Linked DNA regions of Mus musculus: region 1 is linked to region 2. The links are chromatin contacts, called in public promoter capture Hi-C maps. All regions are on one chromosome and are shown on one strand. The core of a region is the stretch at or near the end of the contact, and the rest is flanking DNA. Distances in the headings are between cores, read along the strand shown. Region 1 holds the start of Tsn (translin). Region 2 holds the start of Ccdc93 (coiled-coil domain containing 93).

What was found. Capture Hi-C pulls out chosen DNA fragments and counts their contacts.
Region 1: a promoter capture Hi-C map of liver shows a contact between it and region 2. The contact joins the promoter of Tsn here to the promoter of Ccdc93 in region 2. A contact is called at or near these places in 2 of 484 Hi-C or Micro-C datasets (CD4 T cells and CD8 T cells) and 2 of 9 other capture datasets (adipose tissue and liver).

Annotation. Positions count from the first base shown.
Region 1 is chr1:118,308,440-118,314,772 of GRCm38.p6, forward strand. Tsn (translin) reads right to left here and starts at 2,907. Exons shown (of 6, transcript NM_011650.4): 1 at 2,562-2,907; 2 at 1,334-1,427; 3 at 306-402. The coding sequence starts at 2,627.
Region 2 is chr1:121,429,168-121,435,758 of GRCm38.p6, forward strand. Ccdc93 (coiled-coil domain containing 93) reads left to right here and starts at 1,900. Exons shown (of 24, transcript NM_001025156.2): 1 at 1,900-2,090; 2 at 5,366-5,479. The coding sequence starts at 2,049. Gm35243 (a long non-coding RNA gene) reads right to left here and starts at 1,901. Exons shown (of 2, transcript XR_387343.4): 1 at 1,780-1,901; 2 at 1-1,062.

The sequences.
Region 1 (6,333 bases), core at 1,657-4,156, 3.1 Mb before region 2:
TTGGAAGAACGAAGGGAAGAGAGAAATGTTGAAATCAAATTACAATCTCAAAAAATAGCAATTTTTTTAAAAAGCAATGGTTACCTTACAAATTGTCTTTAGTTTAAAAAAAAAAAAAAAAGGAAATATTAAAACACTAGTTTTCCTGACACCATTATCAATGCGATTCTTTGTTGTTATTTCTACAAAGACTTCTGCCTATTCGTAAGCAGAAGTCACTAATTCATAATTATTCAATACCTCTATTTCTCCTTTCTTTAAACAAAAATATAATGCTCTAAATGAGCACTGTTTTTCTTACAAACCTGTAATACTGCTCAGCGGGGAACTTGGTCTTCAGGGACGTGAGATGTGTTTTTACTGTACTGAAATGTTCTCTCGCTTTCAAGCACCTCTTTGGAACTGATCATAAAAGATAACAAAATTTAATAATGAAAAACTTACCAAATTGCCAATGTAGTTCTTGCTAAATCATCTATGGAGTCTATGTGGGCATTAATCACCTTGAAATCTGAGGCCATTAGTCCTCAGCTACTTTTCCTGTAAGTCCTCACACACCAAAAATCAAGACTATTTCTACCTCCCATGGTCAAAAAAAAAAAAGAACTTTACTGACTATTCTCAGATTGATAAATTTTACATCATTGCATAAATGACTTGCCTTGGTAACCTGTAAGCTGTGTATCAGAAAATAACTTCAGCTCTCAGCTATGCTGGCTGCATTGTACAAAGGGATTCATGTCTAACTTGACATATTAGAATCTCAACAAAGGGCTGACTATAAACATGAATTTTAAAACATTTTATACCTGGCACTTTATTATCTACAAATGTATATTAAAAGGCATTCAAAAAAAGAAAGTAAAAATAGAAAAAAAATTTAAAGAAAAAAAGGCATTCAATCATTAGAATCATTCATTAAAATACACACAAAGACTCACATGTGCCAACTGTAATGAAACTCACTGAAGTCTGAGGTTCAGGTGAGAGGAACACAACTCAACACAGCCTGGGCAACAAAGCAAGACTCCCGTTCTCTCTCTCACACACACACACCAATAGACTAACATAGCAAAACAACATTCCTATTTAAACCACACTATACACACATGGAAAAGCAACCAAAATATCAAGAATATCGTAAATCCTCAAAATGACCAAACCCCTATTCTCCAATTTTCACTCACAATAATAAATAAATAAAAGCATAATAAACACTCCTCACAATAAATGACAAAAGTGTACTCAGTATGTCCTTTTAATGGACTTAAGAGTGATATGTTGGACAAAAAAATTTAAAAATTTTTTCAAACATCAAAGCAAAAAAACTTACTGTCCTGAAATCCAGTACCCTGGTGGACCCCTTGAAGTAGGGTCAAAATCTCTCGAGCAGTTTGTTCTAAACTCTGTACAACTTTTCGTATTTCCTAGAGAGAATTAAAAACAAAAGCCAGATAAGGTCAGTGTAATCTTCAGCAGAGTCGCCTACAAACATGCTACCACACCCTCACATTCAGTCACAGCTCTCAGACTTTCACAAGAAGGGATTCTTCAGGTGTGAATCCAAACTCTTCCAGTAATTTCTTCTTGTCACAACTCAAGGAGCTGCTAAAAAAGCCTCAAATTCTACAAGTAGCCGTGAAAGAAAAATAGCCACCTGCTCAAGAACCCAACTGAGACACTATATAAATGAATAACTGACAATGTAAATGTTCTCTATAGAACAAAAACTTAAATACAAAGTGGTGACTGATTTTCATTCATTCATTTTGCACACATTCTCTGAGCACATTTAGTTATGGGCATTATGCAAACATCAGAGACGCAAGCAACTCCTTCTAGCAATAGGACGGATAAATGGGTTTTTTTTTCTCAATTTCTCACGATTTTAGGAGCTAACAGAAAAGCAGTCAAAATAAGGACTATAAATTTTGCACGTGTTAATTTCAGCACTGAAAACGCTGAAGGCTACAGGTTCGAGTTCGAGGTCACCCAAGGCTACTACACATCAAGATCCTGTCTCACGCGCAAAAGGAAAACAGCCAGAGAGCAGAAAATAAACTAATTCCAGCAAAAGCAGATAATACAACCAAGGGTCCTCAGACAGAGCAATATCTGGAGCATTAGACGAATAAAAAGTTAACTTAAACACACACACAGTAACGAGTGTAAATAAAAGGAGAGCGGGGAAAGAGACCTTGTGAGCCACCGGAGAATCTAGATTTTTTTTAAATTTTTTATGCGGGATGAGAAGCTACAGAAGAGCTTTTTGCTTAAAGAAAGACCGCAAGTGCTATTTAAAAAAAAAAAAATACCAGCAGCCAATATAGAAAAGATGTGCTGGTTAGCCACGGGCGTTAACCGAGCCTGGGACTGGAATACTGAACTAGGAAAGGTGATATTCTAAGAGGTACATGACGCTGAGAAGTCGAATCCGGAACCAAGAGGCGGCCTAACCTAAACCCATCGGGCCTGAAAACGAGAGACCGAGCAGGACCAGGCCAACTGGACCAGCCTGGCTAGGAAAAGAAAAAAAGGAGATGGGGAGGAAGGGGGCTCGCCTCTCGGATGTCCTGCTCGGCAGCCAAAAAGCCCTGCAGCTCCACGAAGATCTCGCTCACAGACATGGCGCTGGCTGCCCTACAATCAGTCAGCACCGGAGCACCGCCGAAGAAGTACGACCCACAAACAAGTAGCGGACTCGCTCGCAACGCCCGTCGCCGTCGCCACTGCCGCGTCCACTAGCCCTTGCGCCAAGGCTGGCGCCGGGGTCTTCCCACACCCGCGGCGCACCGGAGCCCGGGCTGCCCGCCGCAATGCCTGAAGCGCCGCGCGCACAGTCCCGTGCCGCGCTCTTGCCCAGAATCCCGACGGCAGGGCCGAGCCTCGCCTGCCGCCCGCACGTAGGCATCTCCGGAAACAGCCCTACGTAGGGGCTTCAGTGGCCCGTGGCCGTAGGCCGGCTGATAGGCAGCTCCAATTAAGGAGGTGGGGATTCGCAGATAGGCATCTAGGAAAACAGCCGGTTGGGGGGGCGGGGGGGGGGTCCTTAGGGACACTTGGCTCGTAGAAGGCGGGGCCAGCGAGTGGCGCGGTTTGCTTATCCATGTTATCTGTGTACTTCAAGCAAGGGAGGGAAGTTATACTTCTGTCTGCTCAACAAAGAGCATGCATAAACTGAATGGGGAAGAATGGCGAGAGAATGTAATCCGATAAATGAAAAATAATAAAAGACTATAATCTAAATAAATATTAATGAATAAAAATATTATCTTCGGGTCTGGAGAGATGGCTCAGCGGTTAAGAGCATCGACTGCTCTTCCAGAGGTCCTGAGTTCAATTCCCAGCAACCACATGTTGGCTCTCAACCATCCATAATGGGAACTAATGCCGTCTTCTGGTGTGTCTGAAATGCAATGTACTCATATGCATAAAATAAATAAATCTACCAAAAAAAAAAAAAAGAAAAGAAAAGAAAAGCGTGTTACTGTAACCTTCAACCAGGGACTACACTTCAGCTATGAACGTGCTTCAGGGCTTTGAAGTCCTTGTACATGATCTGCCTCACAGCTATCCTATCCTCCCAATGAGTATCATGAAGATCTCTCTGGTCTTGAGCAGTCTTGAAGAGGCCAGAGTTCACCTTGTAGCTCCTGCCAGCTGCTTCTCCACCTGATCACCGAGTGCACTTTCTGAATGAGCTTGGATGGAGTACTTCCTGTTATTTCTTTGAAAGAGTATCGTCTGTGGTGGCGTGAGGGCTCTTAACCATCGAAAGGGAGAGATTGACAAACTTTAGCAGTTAAAGGTTTGTCACCAAGACTGACAGTCTGATGGAAGGAAAGAACCAACTCCCACAAGTTGTCCTCTTCAAACACACACACTACACTCACACACACACCAAGTAAATAAATGTGTAATCTTTGATGGACAGTCTCATACTCTCCCCCAGCCCAGAAAATCTATTTTAACTACAAAAGAACCATTCTTTGAAGGAGCAGGAACTAGCCAAGACACCCACTTGTACAGGAACTGTTTTTGATCATGTTCTGGACCCAGTTTCCTCATAACTTAGTAAGAAATATTCTTTGGGGGGGGGGGTCGAGAAAGGGTTTCTCTGTGTAGCCCTGGCTGTACTGGAACTCACTCTGTAGACCAGGCTGGCCTCGAACTCAGAAATCTGCCTGCCTCAGCTCGAACTCAGAAATCTGCCTGCCTCAGCCTCCCAAGTGCTGGGATTAAAGGCATGTGCCACCACTGCCAGGCTTGTGGGCTTTTTTTTTTTTTTTGAAAGAATATTGTAAGTGCCCTTTACCTTTCACTGGAATTTAGAATTTAGATACCTTGCTAAGCATGGGAGAAGGGATTCTTTTGATCTTAAAGCTTTTCTATTCCAACAGCCAATCCCTTCTTTTGTGTTCTTCTGTTTTGTTTTGGTAAAGAATATGTTAGATCTCAAAGAAACACATCTCAGAACCTTTGGCTCCTCCCAACACTTCTCACCAGCCCCCTACCCCAAACCTCTCCCAGGGCCTGGGCTTCAGCTTCTCTTCCCCTACTTTCTCCTCCCTATAAAAAAAAAAAAAAATGTGGCTACACACTCTCTTCATCTCCCAGTCCTTGCACCTCCTCTTCTGTTCCTCTCTCACTCTCCCACCTCTCTCTCCTCTTGTTGTCAGCTTCATATCTACAATAAACCCTTCTCAACCATACCTTGGAGTGGCCACTTCCTTGTTTTTTATTAATTAGGGTCTTAACTAGGCTAGTGTTTAACTCATTACGAAGCTAAGGACAGCCATGAACCTCCCGATCTTCCTGCCTCCACTTCCCCAATGCTGGGATGACAAGCATGGACCACCAGGGTCTGCTTTAAGTCATCATTTGACCAAATTTCCATGGCTGCCATTTTCTTCAAGTACCTTTTGAGAAAGTTTCCAAAAACCCAAGTTCAGGATGTGGTAGACACAAGGACAGTGGCTCCAGCAGCAACATTTGGGAAGAGTGGCTTGTGGGTGTTAGGAGCATCGTACTATCCACTCTCAAATGGACTCTCAAAAATTCTCCTCTGATTGACAAATAAAATGTAAAAATGACAAGTTTATTTCAAAATTAACTCTATTCTTAACTTTTCAATTACGCCTATTTACTCACTGTCTGTGTGTTTGGTTTGTATGGGCATATGTGAAGATCAGAGGACAATAGAAGTCAGTTTCGGGCTGGTGAGATGGCTCAGTGGGTAAGAGCACCCGACTGCTCTTCCGAAGGTCCGGAGTTCAAATCCCAGCAACCACATGGTGGCTAACAACCATCTGTAACAAGATCTGACGCCCTCTTCTGGGGTGTCTGAAGACAGCTACAGTGTACTTACATATAATAAATAAATAAATCTTTAAAAAAAAAATAGAAGTCAGTTTCCTGTTTCTACCATGGGAAACCTGGAGTTCACGCTCGGGTCATCAGGTTGGGAGGCAAATGTCTTTAAACACTAAAATACTACCATTGCACTGTCTGGAACCAAAGGAAAGAAAACAACTGACTTAGAAAATAAATTCCCAAATCTGCTATGGTGACACACGTCTTTAGTCCCAGCACTCGGGAGGCCAAAGCAGGCAGATCTCTGAGTTTCTGAGGCCATCATTATCTGCAAAATGAGTCTTTGACAGTCAGGGCTCTTACACAGAAAAACCTGTCTCAAAAAAACAAAATAATAATAATAACAATAATAATAATAGAAAATGAACTTCCAAGTAGACCAGATTTATAAAAACATAATCTCTACCATTGCAATTGGTCCGAGCTTGTTAAAGCAATTATGGAAACACTTAGGTGCAGCAATAGAACTGAATGGTGAAAAATTCAAAGATACCTTAGATTAAAACACCACAAAGTGCCATACTTTTGGATCCACAGGACAGCCTTGCTAACGAGCAAATAATAACTGCTCTCACTACACAGAAATTAAACCTCACAGAGCAAAGCATGAGGGCTACATCTGCTTGTAAGCTCAGCAATTGGGAAGCAAGAAGATCATGAGTTCAAGGGCAGCCCAGGATAGCACACAAGGCCATGTGTTCAAAGTTGAACAGAACCATTGCTGTCTGGGAGCAGCCTACATCAGCCATACACCAGTTTGACCATGAACCCCTGCTGTAACTTGGGTCTGGAATTTTCCCTGAAGGACTGTGTATTGAAGTCATTCTCCTGAGCTCATGGAGCTAGTGGAGGCAATGGAAACTATGAGATGGGACATAATAGGATACCTTAAGGCCCTGTCATTGGAGGTGTATTCCTAGTGGGTATTGTGGAACTCTGGTTCCTTCCTTGTTCCCTATT
Region 2 (6,591 bases), core at 650-3,149:
TGCCATAGGTGTGGACTTGGTGGAGGAAATGTGTGTGACATGGTAGAAGCAGGCTTTGAGGTCTCCTATGCTCAAATTACATGAAGTGTGGCACACAGTCTTCTGCTGCCTACAAATCAAGATGTAGAACTCTTGGCTCCTCTGGGACCAAGTCTGCCTGCATACTTCCATGCTTCTTGCCATGATGATAGTGGACTAAACCCCTGAAACTGTAAGCCAGCCCCAATGAAATGCTTTCCTTTATAAGAGTTACCCTAGAGGCCGGGCGTGGTGGCACACGCCTTTAATCCCAAAGCTTGGAGGCAGAGGCAGGCAGATTTCTGAGTTCAAGGCCAGCCTGGTCTACAGAGTGAGTTCTGGGACAGCCAGGGCTATACAGAGACCCACCCCCCAAAAAAAAAAGAGTTGCCCTAGTCATGGTCCCAAGAATTGCTATCATAGAAGCTGGAGAGATGGCTTGGTAGTTAAGAGCTCTTACTGCTCTTACAGAGGACCTAGGTTTGATTCCCAGTGGCTATGAGATAGCTCATAATTTTCTGTAATTCAGGTACCAGGGGAACCTCATACCCTCGAATTTCTTTGAGCCAGAGGCATGCACATGGTATGTAGGCATACATACAGGCACAACAGTCATACACCTAAAATAAAATAATAAATCTAAGAAAAAACAATCAAAAGTTATCAGAGATATTAAGAGGAAGAAAGGAAGCAAACACAAAACCTCTTTAATGGCAAGAAGCATATGTTTTTCCAGTTTTCCACCCGTCCTTCAGTAAAGATCTCTCCTACAGCAGAAGACTTCATGTCACTTCTGCCTCCATCTCTTACAAAATGAAAATAGGCTGGTAAGCTGTTCTGCAGCAGGTGCTGGGCTGGCAGGAAAAAGACAACCCTTTTGTATAGCTGCCATCCTCTGGGACAGACAAGGGGCACATTGCATAAGTGGTACAGCAGCTAATCGTATGTGATCACCGGACTCTGCATTTTACAAAACATGTCCCCAGAAAGATGCAGGGTGTCAGGATGAGATGGGTGAGGATTATTTTCCAAAACAAAATTTTCCTGGAAATAAAATGCAGAGACTAGGAAGGAACAAATGTAATGATCTCTTTTTGAGTTCTCTGTCCCCAGGTCCACATGTTAATAGCTGGCACAAGAGTGTGTTAAACATGGCTGGAACTGGGTCTTAGCTGGGACTGACTCAGGAGCTGGGAGCTGTCCAAGCCAGGCTTGGAAAGAACCAAACTCAGAATCTGATACCCAGGGAAAGGAAAGGGAGCCAGAAGGCAAGAGATCCTCACGACACAGGGAAATAGCTTTTAAGAAGCTCCGTGAAGGCCAAGAAACTAGAAAGTGGGAATAGTTAAAAGAACTCTGGTGATATAACAGTTGAAGGGAGAAATACTAGAGGTAGAAGGATTTAAGAAGGGAAGGGACCGGCAAGGAGATGGTAGAGAAAAGAGGGTGGGTGTTCAAGTAAAACTAAGGATATATGAAAATGCCATAAGGAAACGTGCTACTTTGTAAACGAAAAAAAAAAAAAAAAAAAAAAAAAGGAACTGATCATGGTGGCGCATTCCTATAAACTATAGGGGAACAAAGTCATCCTTAGGAAGTGCTAAGCCAGGCTGGCTAAGACACTGTCTCAAGGAACAAAAAAAAAAGAAAAAAAGAGGAACAATAAGAAAGCATTTTAAGAAAACTTAGGAAAGAAAGGAAAAAGTAGGAAAAGAAAAAAGAAAAAGAAAGAGAAACATTTTTAAAAGAAAGAAAAAGTACCTTAGGAGGAATCTTGAGTTCAGCACCTCCTCTGAGGGGAGGATCGGTTACTCGGGATCCAGCCCCGCCCAGCAGTGCTGGCTGTCCTTGCGCAGGCGCAGTGGTTCCTCGCTTCAGCACTAGTGCGCATGCTCCGCGGGGCCACGGTTCTCCGACCTGCTGTGGTAGTGTCAGCTCCTGTGAAGGAAGTTTCCGCTTTGCACCCCACCCGGATCACAGTTCGGTTGTAGGGCCCGCTCTCTCCGGCTCCACATCAGCGCATCTGGATCATGGGGTTACCCAAGGGGCCAGAGGGCCAGGGACTCCCGGAGGTGAGGACCTCTGTCCCTGACACCCTGGGGTTGCTGGGGAGAGAGGGCCGAGCCCAGGGCGGCGGGCAGGGACCAGCCTGGGGTGGCGGGGACACTGTCTATGGTTGCTCAGGTGTGTCTGTCCCAAGGCGGGCCCTAGGTACCCTGGAGGGGCAGCTGACTGGTCCCCCGGCGTGCCAGGGTGCATCGTGTCGCTGGGTGCAAACTTAAGGGTTCCTGGGTCCTCTGGGGACAGAGGAAACATCCAGATCCCGGCCCAGATGCAACCTCACACATCACGAGGTCCCCGGGAATTCCTATCTCGGGTTGTCTGGAGGCCCCTCACATTGCGAGACTGGCTTCCCCCGGGCCAAGGCTGCTGCGCTTAGGAGTCTCAGCAGTCACGAGATGAGCGGTGGGACTGTCCTGCTCCCGGTGTGCAGGGGGCGGTGACCTTGGGACACACACCTTCTGCGGGACCCATGTGGCCAGCCTTTCATTCCCTTTTGTCAGGAAGGCACGCTACCTACCCGGCTTGTAGCCTCCTGCCCCTCCCCCCGTCCCACGGGCCGGGGAGGGTGAAGGAAGTTTGGAAGCTCTGCGCACATCAGGGTGATGACAGAGTTGAGGACACTCTCTCCTGTGGTGCCTGTGTCGGGACAGGAACATGCTGCGTGTTCTAAGGAGGGAGGACCTTTTCAGAAATGGTTTAGTCGAGTACTCAGCCAGTACTCATTCGATCCTATGAACAGGACTACCACGTAGGCTGGGAAGAAAAGTGCAACCACTCTCTAACGGTGGGCTACCGTTAGAGCTTGGCTGTGGGATTTCCAGTTGTCCTCCTAGTTGCTTTACTCAAAGCTCTGAGCTTAGAGAAGAGTCCCAGTTTCCAGAGAGAATTAGGGAACACCTCTAAGGCACCTGGATCTCTTTCTAAGGCTGGAAGGCAGGCTTTGGCAGAGGTGTGGTGTGCCTATTTGACACTGTGCCTAGTGCCCGTTCTTATTCAGCTGCGCCGATCTTGCTTCCCCGTGCCCCTCACAAATCCTTCTGTTACATCTTCATCCTACTCATTACAGAGTCGAAGTGTTCTGTGTCCAGGTGATGAAGGGTGGGTATGTGTGGCCCTGGGTTAGGTAAAGTTTCATGGGGTCTGGGTTGTAATAGTTCAGATTTTCTTTGCCATGTAAAAATCTCTGTCTGTCTGTCTCTCTCTCTCTGTCTGTCTCTCTCTGTATGATGAAGTGCATATGTGAGCATGTGTGGAGGTCAGAATAGAGCCTCCCATGTCACCCTCATGAATGCTGAAAACCTCCTTTGAGACAAGTACTCATTGGCCTGGCACTTCCCAATAGGCTAGATTGGTTGGCCAGTGAGACCCAGGGATCTTTCTGTCCCTGGGATTACAAGTGCACAGTACCATGGCTGGTGTGTTTATATGGGTCCTGGAGATTGAACTCTGATCCTCATGTCGTGAGGCAAGCGCTGGGCTATTGTTGCAGCTTTAAGGCTTTTCTTGGCCGTCTGCTATGGAGTCCTGTGTAGGGCTTCCAGTTCTACCCTAGTTCCTTCAAACTAGTGGAAGTTTTTCTAAAAGTAATAAACACACCACTTTCATGAGTAGGTGTGACTCCTCATAGATAGCCAGGAGGCTGGGTCTGATTTGTTACTCTTTTCTAGCTTGTTCTACATCGTGAGTTCTGGAGCAGCTGTGGGTAGGGAGATGAGAGGGGTGGGCATACATAGTGAGATCCTGTCTCAAAAAAGAAAAAGCAAAACACAGAAAGACCAAAATGACTGTTATAGTGTGCACACAGATATAGACTTAAAAAAAAGATATAAAGGCTAAAAGCTAGCATGAGTATAAAGTTGAAAAGCTCCAAATACCGAGGGTTTAGGGCAGAGTGCTTACATATGTGCCTGAGCTCTGGGTTCTGTCCCCAGCACAGTGAACAGTGAGGGTGGGGTGCCTGTAATCTCAGCACTGGGGAGGCAAGAGAACTAGGAATGCAAGGTCACTGTCCACATAGAGGAATGGAGAAGGCCAACCCTGGGCCACAGGAGACCCTTTCTTAAAAGACAAAACAAAATTGCTGTCACCTGGCTCTCACTAATCCAGTTAACTCCTGCTGGTCAGGTTTTGAATCCCTTTGTGTGTATATGAAAGAAAGCAATAGCTAGACCCTTCCAGCTTCTGAGAGCTACAGTGCAGGGCAGATGGGAGCTTCTCTGGCCTTGTTTAAGAGCTCTCTGCGATCCATCTCTATCAGTCTCTGGTTATGAATTTATTTCCCTTTACTTACGTATATGTCCATGTGTCTGTATGTGCGAGTGAATCTGAGTACCTGTGAAGTCCTGACGAGCGTGGCAGATACCAGAGATGAGTAAAGGTGGTGGTGAGATGCTTAGTGTGGGCTTGGGGAACTGAACCTGGGTCCCCTAGAAGAACGGTATGTGCCCTGAACCACTAAACCGTCGTCTCTGGCCTCCAGTGTCCTACGTTAGTAACTGGAGGTATTATCCAGTGTGCTGGGGTTTTATGGTTTCAAGAAGGATGGTTTTTTGTTCTCTGCATATCAGCACATGACCACTTTCCATTCTGTGTAAGCGCGTTAATGTGTAAAGTGAATTTGGAATCAAACATCCCCATTCAGTGTCTTAGGCCAAAAACTTATTTCATTGGTTCTATTTCAAAAATACAGTTGTACATCCTGAAATGACAGGCAGCCGGTGGGGATGCTATATGCAATGAATTGAGGTGGGAGATTGTCCTTCTGGGCTATAGTGTCCCCTTCTTGGCAGTATCTTTATGACACATGATGGCTGAATACTCGAAGGAATTCTGTCTTATTTACCTGTGTGTGTGTGTTTGCATGTGTGGTGTCTAGACATGCCTGTATGCGTGTGTATATGGATGTTCATATGTGTGTATAGATGGTCACACGTGTTTGAATACACATGTATGTGAGTGCATATTGACACCTGAGGTTGGCATCAGTTGTCTTACTCTGCCATTTTTCTACCTTATTCATTGAGGCAAGGCCTTTCAATTGAACCTAGAGTTTACTAGCTGGGCTAGTCTAGCTATAAATAGCTAGCCTGTGGTCTTTGCTTTCCAAGTGCTGGGCTCACAGGTGGGCCACCATGCCTGCCCAGGATTTGCATGGGTTCTGGGGAATCTGAACTCTTGTCCTCATGCTAATATGAACATCCGACTCTTGGCAGCGGAAGGATTTACTTCATTTCCGTTCAGTGGAGATGGCCTTTACCAGTTACGTGCATCCCTTTTGTTCTAGGTGGAGACGAGAGAAGACGAAGAACAGAATGTCAAGCTGACTGAAATCCTGGAGCTCTTGGTCGCAGCTGGCTATTTCAGAGCAAGAATTAAAGGCTTGTCTCCTTTCGACAAGGTAAGAGAAAGCCTCGATAGCCACTGTGCCGTCTCTCTGCAGGACTGCGCGGTTACTCAAGGTAGCGGAGGATAAACTGATTGTGTTTTTACTTCCTCTGTACCCGTGGTCCAGATTCCTCGGGGATGTACTCGGATTTCCTGTTCAAAGTCAGTAGATGCAATTGGGTTCCATTACTGTGCACACTATTTTAGGGACTGTAAACAAGCAAGAGAGTATTTTCTCAGGCCGGGAGACTCCTCAGTCAGTAAAGTGCTTGCTGGGAAAGCATGGGGACCTGACTTGGATCCCCAGAACCCATGCAAAAAAAAAAAAAGGAAAGGAGAGAGGGAGGGAGGGAGGGAGGGAGGGAGGGAGGGAGGGAGGAAGGAAGGAAGGAAGGAAGGAAGGAAGGAAGGAAGGAAGGAAGGCAGGCAGGCAGGCAGGCAGGCAGGCAGGCAGGCAGGCCAGACCTGTGGCATGCTTGTGATTTCAGTACTGGGCAAGTGGAGACAGGCAGATCCCTGGGGCTCCCCGGCCAGCCTAGCCAAATTGATGAGTTCTAGGACAGTGAGACCATGTGTCTCAACTAGATAGATGGATGGATGACTCCTGAGGAATGACACCCAGTGCGGACCTGTGGCCTCTACATGTATGCATGTGTGTGCACAAACATACGCACACAGGAACACTCACACATGTACACACACGAACAAAAAATCATTTCTCTTTTAAGGAACATATACTTCGGGAAGGAGTTATAAAGTCTGTGGAGGAAGTAATCTGAGTTCATAGCTATCCTGAACCGCATGCTTAGACAATGGCAGATATCCTGTAGCTGGCAATGCTTGTTTAGAGGGGTGAGCTTCACCATGGGATGGAGTATTTTATGTCTTTTTAACTTTTGTTTTACAGATTTATTTTAGTTTTAGTTAAGTGTATATGTGTGTTGGTGTGTACAGGTGGGCATTGGATCTCCTGGAGCTGGAGTTAGAGTGGGGACCGAACTCAAGTTCTCTACAGGAGCAGCAGACACTTTTAACCGCCAAGCCATCCCTTCAGCCCTGGGGTGGTGGTGTTTAATTTAGCAGAGCTGTGAACAGTTACCATGCACAGGACCTAGTGTTAGGTGT